2 separate regions of the Mus musculus genome follow, and region 2 is linked to region 1. The links are chromatin contacts, called in public HiChIP or PLAC-seq maps. All regions are on one chromosome and are shown on one strand. The core of a region is the stretch at or near the end of the contact, and the rest is flanking DNA. Distances in the headings are between cores, read along the strand shown.

Evidence for each region. HiChIP or PLAC-seq counts read pairs in DNA pulled down with a chosen protein or histone mark.
Region 2: a RAD21 HiChIP or PLAC-seq map of pro-B cells shows a contact between it and region 1, with 11 times the contacts expected there. The contact joins two enhancer-like sites. A contact is called at or near these places in 5 of 15 datasets of contacts at CTCF or cohesin (CD8 T cells, the NIH/3T3 cell line, embryonic stem cells and 2 more), 10 of 484 Hi-C or Micro-C datasets (B cells, CD8 T cells, the G1E-ER4 cell line and 5 more), 1 of 115 datasets of contacts at active chromatin or transcription factors (bone marrow-derived dendritic cells) and 3 of 9 other capture datasets (adipose tissue, liver and pancreatic islet).

What each region holds. Positions count from the first base shown.
Region 1 is chr12:100,657,737-100,662,480 of GRCm38.p6, reverse strand. All of the region lies in intron 2 of Rps6ka5 (ribosomal protein S6 kinase, polypeptide 5), which reads left to right. Among named protein-coding and RNA genes, the nearest start is that of Rps6ka5, 65 kb to the left of the region's middle. Within about 2 kb of position 2,215, at least 10 of the 459 cell types and tissues checked have an H3K27ac peak or open chromatin away from gene starts, as enhancers often do. A contact at or near this core is called in B cells and pro-B cells, where this site is marked.
Region 2 is chr12:100,837,406-100,842,149 of GRCm38.p6, reverse strand. Dglucy (D-glutamate cyclase) reads right to left here. Exons shown (of 13, transcript NM_145448.5): 4 at 3,452-3,650; 5 at 629-779. Among named protein-coding and RNA genes, the nearest start is that of Gm36572, 54 kb to the left of the region's middle. Within about 2 kb of position 2,754, at least 77 of the 459 cell types and tissues checked have an H3K27ac peak or open chromatin away from gene starts, as enhancers often do. A contact at or near this core is called in B cells and pro-B cells, where this site is marked.

The DNA.
Region 1 (4,744 bases), core at 966-3,465:
GCAGGCAAGCAGGTGGACATGGGCAGGTGGATGAGTCTTAGAGGTGGAGCTTGTGCCAGGCCCTGTCACTTGTGGAAAAGCATCTCTATTTCCAAGTTGAATAGCATGTGAGAAGGGTGTGTGGCCAGGGCTTGTGATTACACAGTTGTGGCAGATTACAAGCAGAGGCTACATGTAATGTTATTATGTTACAATATTTTCTGTTCTACTATGGTGGCAGTGAAGTTTCCTGAACTCACTTTCATCATAGAATATAGCAGGAACTCAGATTTAACACCAGAATTAAAAAACAAACAAAAAACACCAGAATTAAAAGATTACTTCACGACAATCCATTGTTCTTCCCAAAAGAAAAAGAGTTGGCCAGCCATTGCTTTGTGCTACAGATCTAAGTCACAAGATTATTCTATTAAAGACCCAGTTTTAACTTTAAGTCAAAGTCATTAACAGACATTTTGGTAGCACTCTGAAAAGCTCTTTTTCTGGTGTTCATTTTTTTCCCATGAACTTAGCATTGCATTTCCATGATGTGTGAGTTCCAGAGCTCATTGCTAGTGAGAAAGTAAATAAAGTCATATCTCATCTGGGATTTTATCATTTCATTGAGTAATGGAAAGTCAGTAAAATAATCATAGAATTAAATGTAAAATACATTTGTGATCATTTTCATGAAAGAAATACCTTGGATTATGAGAGTGCAAAGTAAGAAGAAATGTGCTTGTCTGGAAAGTCAGAAAAGGACTGAACCAATGTCCACAGAAGTAAGCCAGTGTCAGGGCGGAGCAGATGGGAGAGGCATGAGCCACCTAGCTCAGAACTTCTGGGCTATGCTAAAGATGCTGTCAATGTCGAGAGCAGTGTGGCATGGAGTATTTGAATGCAAAGGGTGGTTTTTTGTTTTTGTTTTTAAGTTAGATGACAGTACAAAAGATGTGTTTATCAGGTTATGGATAAGGCAAACATAACTTGAAGGATTGATGGGCCTGGCCCTGTTTAAAAGATTCCAATAATCCAAAATAAGGAGAGGATTACATTTTGTCAGTAGTGTGATCCTTTAGTTAGTAGTCAGGCTCTTGTTTGGCAAGATTGAGACTTGTGGTTGTCAAAAGGGCTGGAATCATTAAAGGAGGAGAGTTATATGCATTTCTTGGAGTACTTTTCACTTAAAATTTACCCATATACATTTGTTGCCAAAGTTTAGCTGTAGACATATGATTTTGAGAACTGGCTCATAATGGTTTAGTTTGCTAAAAAGGCATGTTTGTACTGATTCATCTAAAAGTAACAGTGTCAGATTCTTTCAGGTGTAATGAGAGCTTAGACATATTTGAAGTAATCCGACTACAGAGGCATCTTGGATTTAGTTTTGTCCTGGCCTTTCAGTCATTTCACCCACAACTAATACATTAGAAGTTCATTTTTTTAAGTGTCTTACTTTTAACTATCTGTTCAGAACAATTGGCCTATTTTTTCATATCCACTTTCTTGGTTTATGTAATATTTAATGATAGTGCAACTACAGAACAGCATATACAAAAAGCATAGCCCTGTAAGGCAGCAAGTGTCTGTGACAGGTGGGAAGCAGGGAGTGAAGTAGGCTCAGGCGTTGATTATGCCGTGCACTTAGAGAGAATGCCAGTCCCGAGAATTCTAAGTGCAAGTCCCTTAGAATTTCTGCTGCTTAAAAAAAAAAAAAAAGCAGTCATTTGATGTGAGCTTAAATAATAAGAGGCTTGTGCAATGTATAGTTTTAAAGAGCATTAGAAAAATTGAGTGACAGGAAATGGGTCTCAGAGTAGTTGTCACATTGAAATCCCAGTGAGAGTAGCATGCCCAGGTTGAGTGACTTAAGGAAGGACATGAGACAGAGGCTTTCTAAACAGTTGCCCTTAACCTTTTATGACCTGTGAATGCTTCACTCAAAATAATGCATGTGAATAAAAATTAAAAGTTTGCATGCCTTCAATTACAGTTGTTTCTTTGTTACTAAAGAGCTATGATTAACATGCCTCCCAGAACAATGTAAAGGGAGCAGTTGTTCGCTTGGTTGTCACTTTTCAAGGTTTTTGGGTTTTGTTGATTCCCTAGTCCTTGCCTTTGCTGATTTTTGGGCCTTTGGGGGGGGGGTCAGTAAGAACATCATGGTTGAGGGAGCACATGAGAGAGACCAATCATGTCGTAGCAAACAGGAAGCAAAGAATAAGGAACCAGGTAGTAATAACCTGCAGACTTCTTCCAGATAGTCTCTACTGCCTCCCAGAGTAGACCATCAGTTAGCAACTAAGTAGTCAACACAAGAGTCTATGCAGGGCATTTTATATTAAAATTATAATTCTTTTAGAATTTATATATTTATAGGTGGACTACAAGAATATGTTTGTTTCCTCTGGTGTTTTCTGTTTTTTTTTAATTGATTCACTTTACATCCCAATCCAAGACACCCTCCTTCCTCTCCCCTTAGTCCCACCTCAGTCCCATGCTCCTTCTCCCTTTCTTTCCTCCCCTTCTCTTCAGAGAAGGGGGAGGATAGCCCATGAGTACCAGCCTGCCCTGGCATATCAAGTTGAAGCAGGACTAAGCATATCTTCTTCCACTAAGGCCAGACAAGGCAGCCCAGCTAGGGGAAGGGGATCCACAGGCAGGCAACAGAGTCAGAGACAGCCCTTGCTCCTAAATTGTTGGGTGACCCACATGAAGATCAATCTTCACGTCTACTACAAATGTGTAGGAGGCCTAGGTCTAGCCCATGCGTACTCTTAGGTTGGTTCAGTTTCTCTGAGCCCCCATGGGCCTGGGCTAGTTGATTCTGTTGGTCTTGTTGTGGTGGTCTTGACCCCTCTATCTCCCTCAGTCCTTCCCCTCACTCTTACACAAGACTTCCCAAGCTCTGCCTAATGTTTGACTGTGGGTCTCTGCACGTGCTTCCATCAGACGCTGGGTCTCAAGCGTCTCACAAGACAGTTATGCTAGGCTCCTGTCTCCAAGCATAACAGAGTATCATTAATAGTGTCAGGAGTTGGGTGGGTCTCAAGTTGGCCATTCCCTCACTCTCTGCTTCATTTTATCCCTGCTCATCTCGTAGGCAGGACATTTTTGGGTCAAAGGTTTTGTGGGTAGGTTGGTGGCCCCCTCCCTCTACTGGAAGTCCTACCTGGCAACAGGAGGTGGCTACTTCAGTCTCTGTATCTCTAGCTGCTAGGAGTCTCAGCTAGGATCATCCCCAGAGACTCCCTGGAACGTCCCCTGTCTCAGATCTCCAGCTTGCCCCAGATATGCCCCCCACACACGATTTTTGTTCTCTTTCCCAGTCTTCATCTGTATGCCCTGGCCCCATAACTGGTCCCCACCCTGTCTTCCTCCCACCCCCTACCCCATCCAATAACCTCCCTTCATCCACCTCCAGTGTCTATTTTGTTTCCCCTTCTGAGTGAAATTCAAACATCCTCCCTTGGGCTCTCCTTCTTACTTAGCTTCTTTGGGTTTGGGGATTGTATCGTGATTATCTTATACTTTACAGCTAGTATCCACTTATAAGTGAGCACATATCATGTATATCTTAGTGGATCTATGTTACCTCACTCAGGATAATATTTTCTAGTTACATCCATTTACCTGAAAATTTCAGGATATCTTTGTTTCTAATAGCTGAATAGTATTCCATTGTATAGATATATCACATTTTCTTTATTCATTCTTCAGTTGAGGGACATCTAGGTTGTTTCTAGTTTTTTACTATTATGAATAAAGCTGCTATGAATATGGTTGACCAAGTGTCCCTGTGGTATAGTGGAACATATTTTGGTTATATACCCAAGAGTACTCTAGCTGGGTCCTGGGGAAGAACTTTTCCCAGTTTTCTGAGAAACTGCCAAATTGATTTCCAGAGTGGTTGTACAAGTTTGCACTCTGAAAAGCAATGAAGTGGTGTTCTCCTTGCTCCACATCTTCACCAATGTGTGCTGTCATTTGATGTCTTAATTAGGGTTTTAATTGCTGTGAACAAACACCATGACCAAGGCAACTCTTTTTTTTTTTAAATTTATTACGTATTTTCCTCAATTACATTTCCAATGCTATCCCAAGAGTCCCCCATACCCTCCCGCCCACTTCCCTACCCACCCATTCCCATTTTTTGGCCCTGGCGTTCCCCTGTACTGGGGCATATAAAGTTTGTGTGTCCAATGGGCCTCTCTTTCCAGTGATGGCCGACTAGGCCATCTTTTGATACATATGCAGCTAGAGACAAGAGCTCCAGGGTACTGGTTAGTTCATACTGTTGTTCCACCTATAGGGTTGCAGATCCAAGGCAACTCTTATAAAGACAACATTTAATTGGGGCTGACTTAAAGGTTCAGAGGTTCAGTCCATTATCATCAAGTCTGGAACATGGCAGCATCCAGGCAGGCATGGTGTAGTAGGAGCTGAAAGTTCTGCATCTTCATCTGAAGGCTGCTAGCAGAATACTGACTTCCAGGCAGCTAGTGGGTCTAAAAGCCAACACCCACAGTGACACACCTACTCCAACAGGGCCACACCTTCTAATAGTGCTACTCCCTCAGCCAAGCGTGTACAAACCATCATACTTTGAGTTTTTGATCTTGGCCATTCTGATAGGTATAAGATAGAATCTCAGAGTTATTTTGGCTTGCATTTTCCTGATGACTAAGGACATTGAATCTTTCTTTAAGTGCTTCTCGGCCATTAGAGAGATTCCTCTGTTGAGAATTTTCTGTTCTGTACCCCA
Region 2 (4,744 bases), core at 1,505-4,004, 180 kb before region 1:
ATGGATGCGTTGGGCCTAGTTTATCCCCACTGATAAGACAAGTCGGCAGATATCTTCTGGGTGACCCTGAGACTATTTTAGGTGAGGAAGACCAATAGTGCTGATAGTATTTTCATAGAATGTCAGGTCTTTAGTAATTCTGTTGACTACGAAGCTGAGCAAGTTCAAGTCCACAGACCCTGGCTCTCACTCTGGGCCAACCCCAAGTTCTCTCTCCTCAGTCCCTCTGAGAGCTCCAAGAGATCTCATGACATTCAGTCAGAATGCAAATTTGAGTTTTATTTAATAATGTTATGGTGTGTGTGTGTGTGAGAGAGAGAGAGAGAGAGAGAGAGAGAGAGAGAGGTGTGGTGTGCATGGTTGTGGATAACACCTGAAACAAAGAGTCCCACTGTGACCCTCCAATCCCCAAGGCCAGTGGTGATCACATGATACTCATAGGAGTTGAGTGTGCATCACAAGTCCTCAAGATGAGGCCCCCTAGTGTGGCACAGTGCTGCCTTAAGCCTGAGAGCACCCAGTACTGGACTTCTGGGTTTCACCCCAGTCCCTCACCCTTGAGACCCTCCCCATAAGAACAGCACAAGCCCCTGTGTGCTTTTCAGGCCCATGTTGGGTGGACACTGACCTGGGTCACCGATGTGAATGGGTTGTCCTTGCTGTCCTCTTATGGCGTGAGTGGCCTGCAACAGCCTTTCCAGCTTGTCCTTGGGAATGGGTCTCATTGTGACCACCAGAGGGCAGCAGAAGCCAGCAATGGTGGCACAGGGCACTGTTGTCTGATAGTGAAAATATAGGGGGAAAATACAGGAATCAACTCAAATTAAAGCCGCAACACTTCCAGTCCAAGAAGCAAGAGATCCAGGGAGCTGTTGCAGCCTGGTTGACAGTGAGAGACTCAAAACTAGGGTGCAGGAGGGGGGAGCCTTATTCATTTTTTTCTTTATTAATCTGTCAACATCACTTTGGCAGTCTGGCACACATCTAAGCTGGACAGAATAATGTTTTCACCACATAAAAGAAAATTCAGGATGGTGTGTTGCCTGTTGTCCCAGCACCTGGGAGGCTAAGGAGATGGGGAGTTTGAGCCTTGACTGCAAGGAAAGTTTTAAGGTGATTCTGGTAACACAGTGAGAGACTGCCTTAAAACAAACACACAGACGGGGCAGCAAAAAGGTGACGGGAAGAGAAGAGAATCAAATGTTCCAAAGGAAACCACTACTATTTCTGATGTCCAGATGTAGTTACCAGAGCCCCAGAAAGAATATTATACTTTCCCACTAACAGCTAGGAGGACAGAATGGCAGATCTGTTACTGGAGTATCAGTATACAGGGTGTTTTGAAACTCTCAAGAACTGTACTGTGTTATGCTATTTGTGAGATACTTTATCATCCTCAGCATTCCAGGACATATTGATCCAACAGCCCTTTGTGGCCAACAGTCAGAACCAAAGGAAATGCTAACTTTCAGCCGAGGTTTATAACACACACACACACACACACACACACACACACACACACACAATTTTCCCACCCAGTGGCGGGCATGGTGGCTCACGACTTTAATCCCAGCACTTGGGAGACAGAGGCAGGCAGATTTCTGAGTTCAAGGCCAGCCTGGTCTACAGAGTGAGTTCCAGGACAGCCAGGGCTACAGAGAAACCCTGTCTCAAAATCAAAACAAAACAAAACACCCCAAAAAACCAAAAAACAATTTCCTCGCCCAGTCTCATGGGTCTCTAAATGTTCTTTCTCCATGGACCTCAAGAAGCTGCGAAGTTCTGACAGAATCAGGCAAAAGCAAGCAAACAGCGCCAGGAACATCGGCTGCCTGATTTACTTCTAGATCCCACAGGATGAGCCTGTCCCTGGATGCCCCGGTCTTCCCTTCCAAGATTCTGCACAGGGCGACCTGGGTGACTTTCACTGGTGGTATACTTCTCCCCCTGCAGTGGGGCTTACGACAGGCTTAGAACGCAGCCAGGATCAGGATCCCCTGGGACGACCTTGGCTGCCACTTAACTGGCTGTTACCACCCTGGCAACTGTAAGATGAGGCTCTGCTGTGCTGCCAGCCCAGTGTCTGTATGACAGCACCTGGGACAGAGCAAAGGCACATGTAGGCCACTCACAAAGCCAGGCAGGGCTCCTGGGGACTGAGACACCTCTGTTTAGGATGGGCCATCTATCCAGGCCATCAGTCAAATTCAAGGTGGCTGTAAGAGCCATCTCTCTCAGGGCCTAAGGGCAGTGGGGTGAGTTGTTACAGACAAAACTGTATGGCAGCTGTGGGGAGAGGGGGCAGTGACGTGTCATGGATAATTGACAGGCTTTGGTGAACATATATGGACGTCTGTGCCTCTGTACAAAGCTTTTTTTTTTTTTTTTTTTTTTTTTTGGTTTTTTCGAGACAGGGTTTCTCTGTATAGCCAATCTCATCAACCCAATCTTTTGTGCCTCGAAGGTTACTACAGAACTGCAGGGACCTGACGCAGTCCAAGCCTCTTTGGCAGGAGTCAAAGTGGGGAGGGACACTGTGACAAACAGCGCTCAAGATGAAAAAAGTCCAGCCACTGTGAGCAGGGAAGTCTGGAGGCTGGTCTTGTGCACAGGGAGGCCTGGAGACTGCTGATCAGCCAGAGTGCTCAGACTTGTCCCAACAGCATCTGGGAAGGAGGCAGAGGAGGAAGGGCGCCACTCTTCCCCACGTGACTGGTTTCAGCAGGAAGAGAAGTGCATCAACTCGGCCACAGGGACAGTCCCTAACAGCAGGCGTGTCCCAGGAGAGGCCACCCTTCTGCCGTTAACACTCTGTGCTCACATCAAAACTGGCCATGGTGACACCCTGTGCTTGTAATTCTAGCACTGGGAGATAGAGACAAGAGCATCCCCAGGGCTCTCTGGCAGAGAGCCTACCCTTAATCAGTGAATCCCAGTAAGAGGTCTTGTCTCCAACTCCACGGTGGGGCCAGTGAAAAGACTCATCAGATAAAGGCACTTGCTGCCGTGCCTGGTGACTTGAATTTGATTCCCAAGCCCCACGAGGCAGAGGCAGAAGGAGAGAACTGATTTCCATAAGTTGCCATCCAATCTCCACACAAACATTGCACTACCAAAATCACCCCTTCCCCAAATAAGTGTAACTTAGCAGAAAACAATGTGTTCTGCTCCCGAAGAGTACTAGTTGACCTTTAGCCTGAACATACATTCATATATACATGCCCTCTCTCTCTCTCCAAATGTCCAAATGACTTTGATTGACATTGCACAGCCATATCAGAGGCAGGTGGGAGAGAGACTGACTCAGAGGGTAATGGTTTTACCTGGGAGGGCGACTGAGCTAGGGCTGACCTTAGGGCTTCTGATCCCTGAACCAACATTCTCTCCACCATCGGAAACTACAGAGTCCATCCACATTTTCAAGCTGTTTTGCCCAGGGGCATGGCCTTACCTTGTATGCTCCTGCATGGCTGGGACCTGTTAGGTCTCTTCTGGGGATCCCTGCCTGCTCCAAGGCCTCTTCTATGGAGAAGCTGCAGTCTATGATGAAGGTCACCATTTCTTTTAGTTGTTCTGAGTGCTCTTCCAGTGAGGTCAGGATGCCTGTGCAGGTGCCAAACTTGTATTTCTGCAACTGTGGACAGATGGTCCTAGGGACACAAAGAAGTGCTCACAGGCCCCTGAGGCGCTTTTTTTGTTTTTGTTTTTGTTTTTAGAGACAGGGTTTCTTTATGTAACAGCCCTGGCTATTCTGGAACTTGCTCTGTAGACTGGGCTGACTCCAAACTCATGGAGATTCATCTGCCTCTGCCTCCACAGGGTGTACCACCGTGCCCACTCGGCCAATACTGTGTTTATTAGAAGGTCAGAGAGGGGCTGGAGAGTGGTTAAGAGCACTGACTGCTCTTCCAAAGATTCTGAGTTCAATTCCCAGCAACCACATGGTGGCTCACAACCATCTGCAATGTGAGCTGACGTCCTCTTCTGGTGTATCTGAAGACAGCTACAGTGTACTCATATACATTAAATAAATAAATCTTTAAAAGAAGGAGGAGGAGGAGGAGGAGAAAAAGGCAGAGGAGGGACTCTCTGATACTGACACGTCTAGAGCTCTCTACACTGGGGAGCGCTTGGTTTTCAAGTCGGGGCTTTGCTGGTGTTCCTGAAGCATGACCAAACCAGAACCACTGAATCAATGTGTGCATAGCATAACCTGTGGGTCCCACCCCATCCCATTTCCTGAACCTCAATGTGAGACCAGTCAGACCCACAAGAATAAAACAATGGTGGACTTTCTGCAACAGGGAGATGCTGTTGGACCCAGAGAAACTTTGGTGTCCTCTCCCATGAGGCTGAAAGCCTTATGTGGTACGAGCCTCAACCCTGTTCACCCCAAATCATTGCTGGGTTATTCCTCCTTTCCAGCCATGTGCCAGGGGATGGGTTGTAGGGATGGCCAGGGTGTGACTCCACATTCAGACACCAGCTCCATGGAGCAGCAAGTGTCTGGATAGGGAGAAACACAGAGCAATGAGGCACCCTCCTCCTCTACTGCTCTACTTTGGATCTCAAGTCTCCCCTAGAGGCCCATAGACTGAATGCACCATCCCAGCTTGTGGTGGTGGTGGTGGCAGCTATGCACCTTTAAGAGGTGGGAACTAGTAAGAGGAAGTTAGGTCATCGGGTATATCCGCTTTTAAGATGAGGATGTTACTTCGCCATCCTCTCTCTCTGCTTCCTGAGT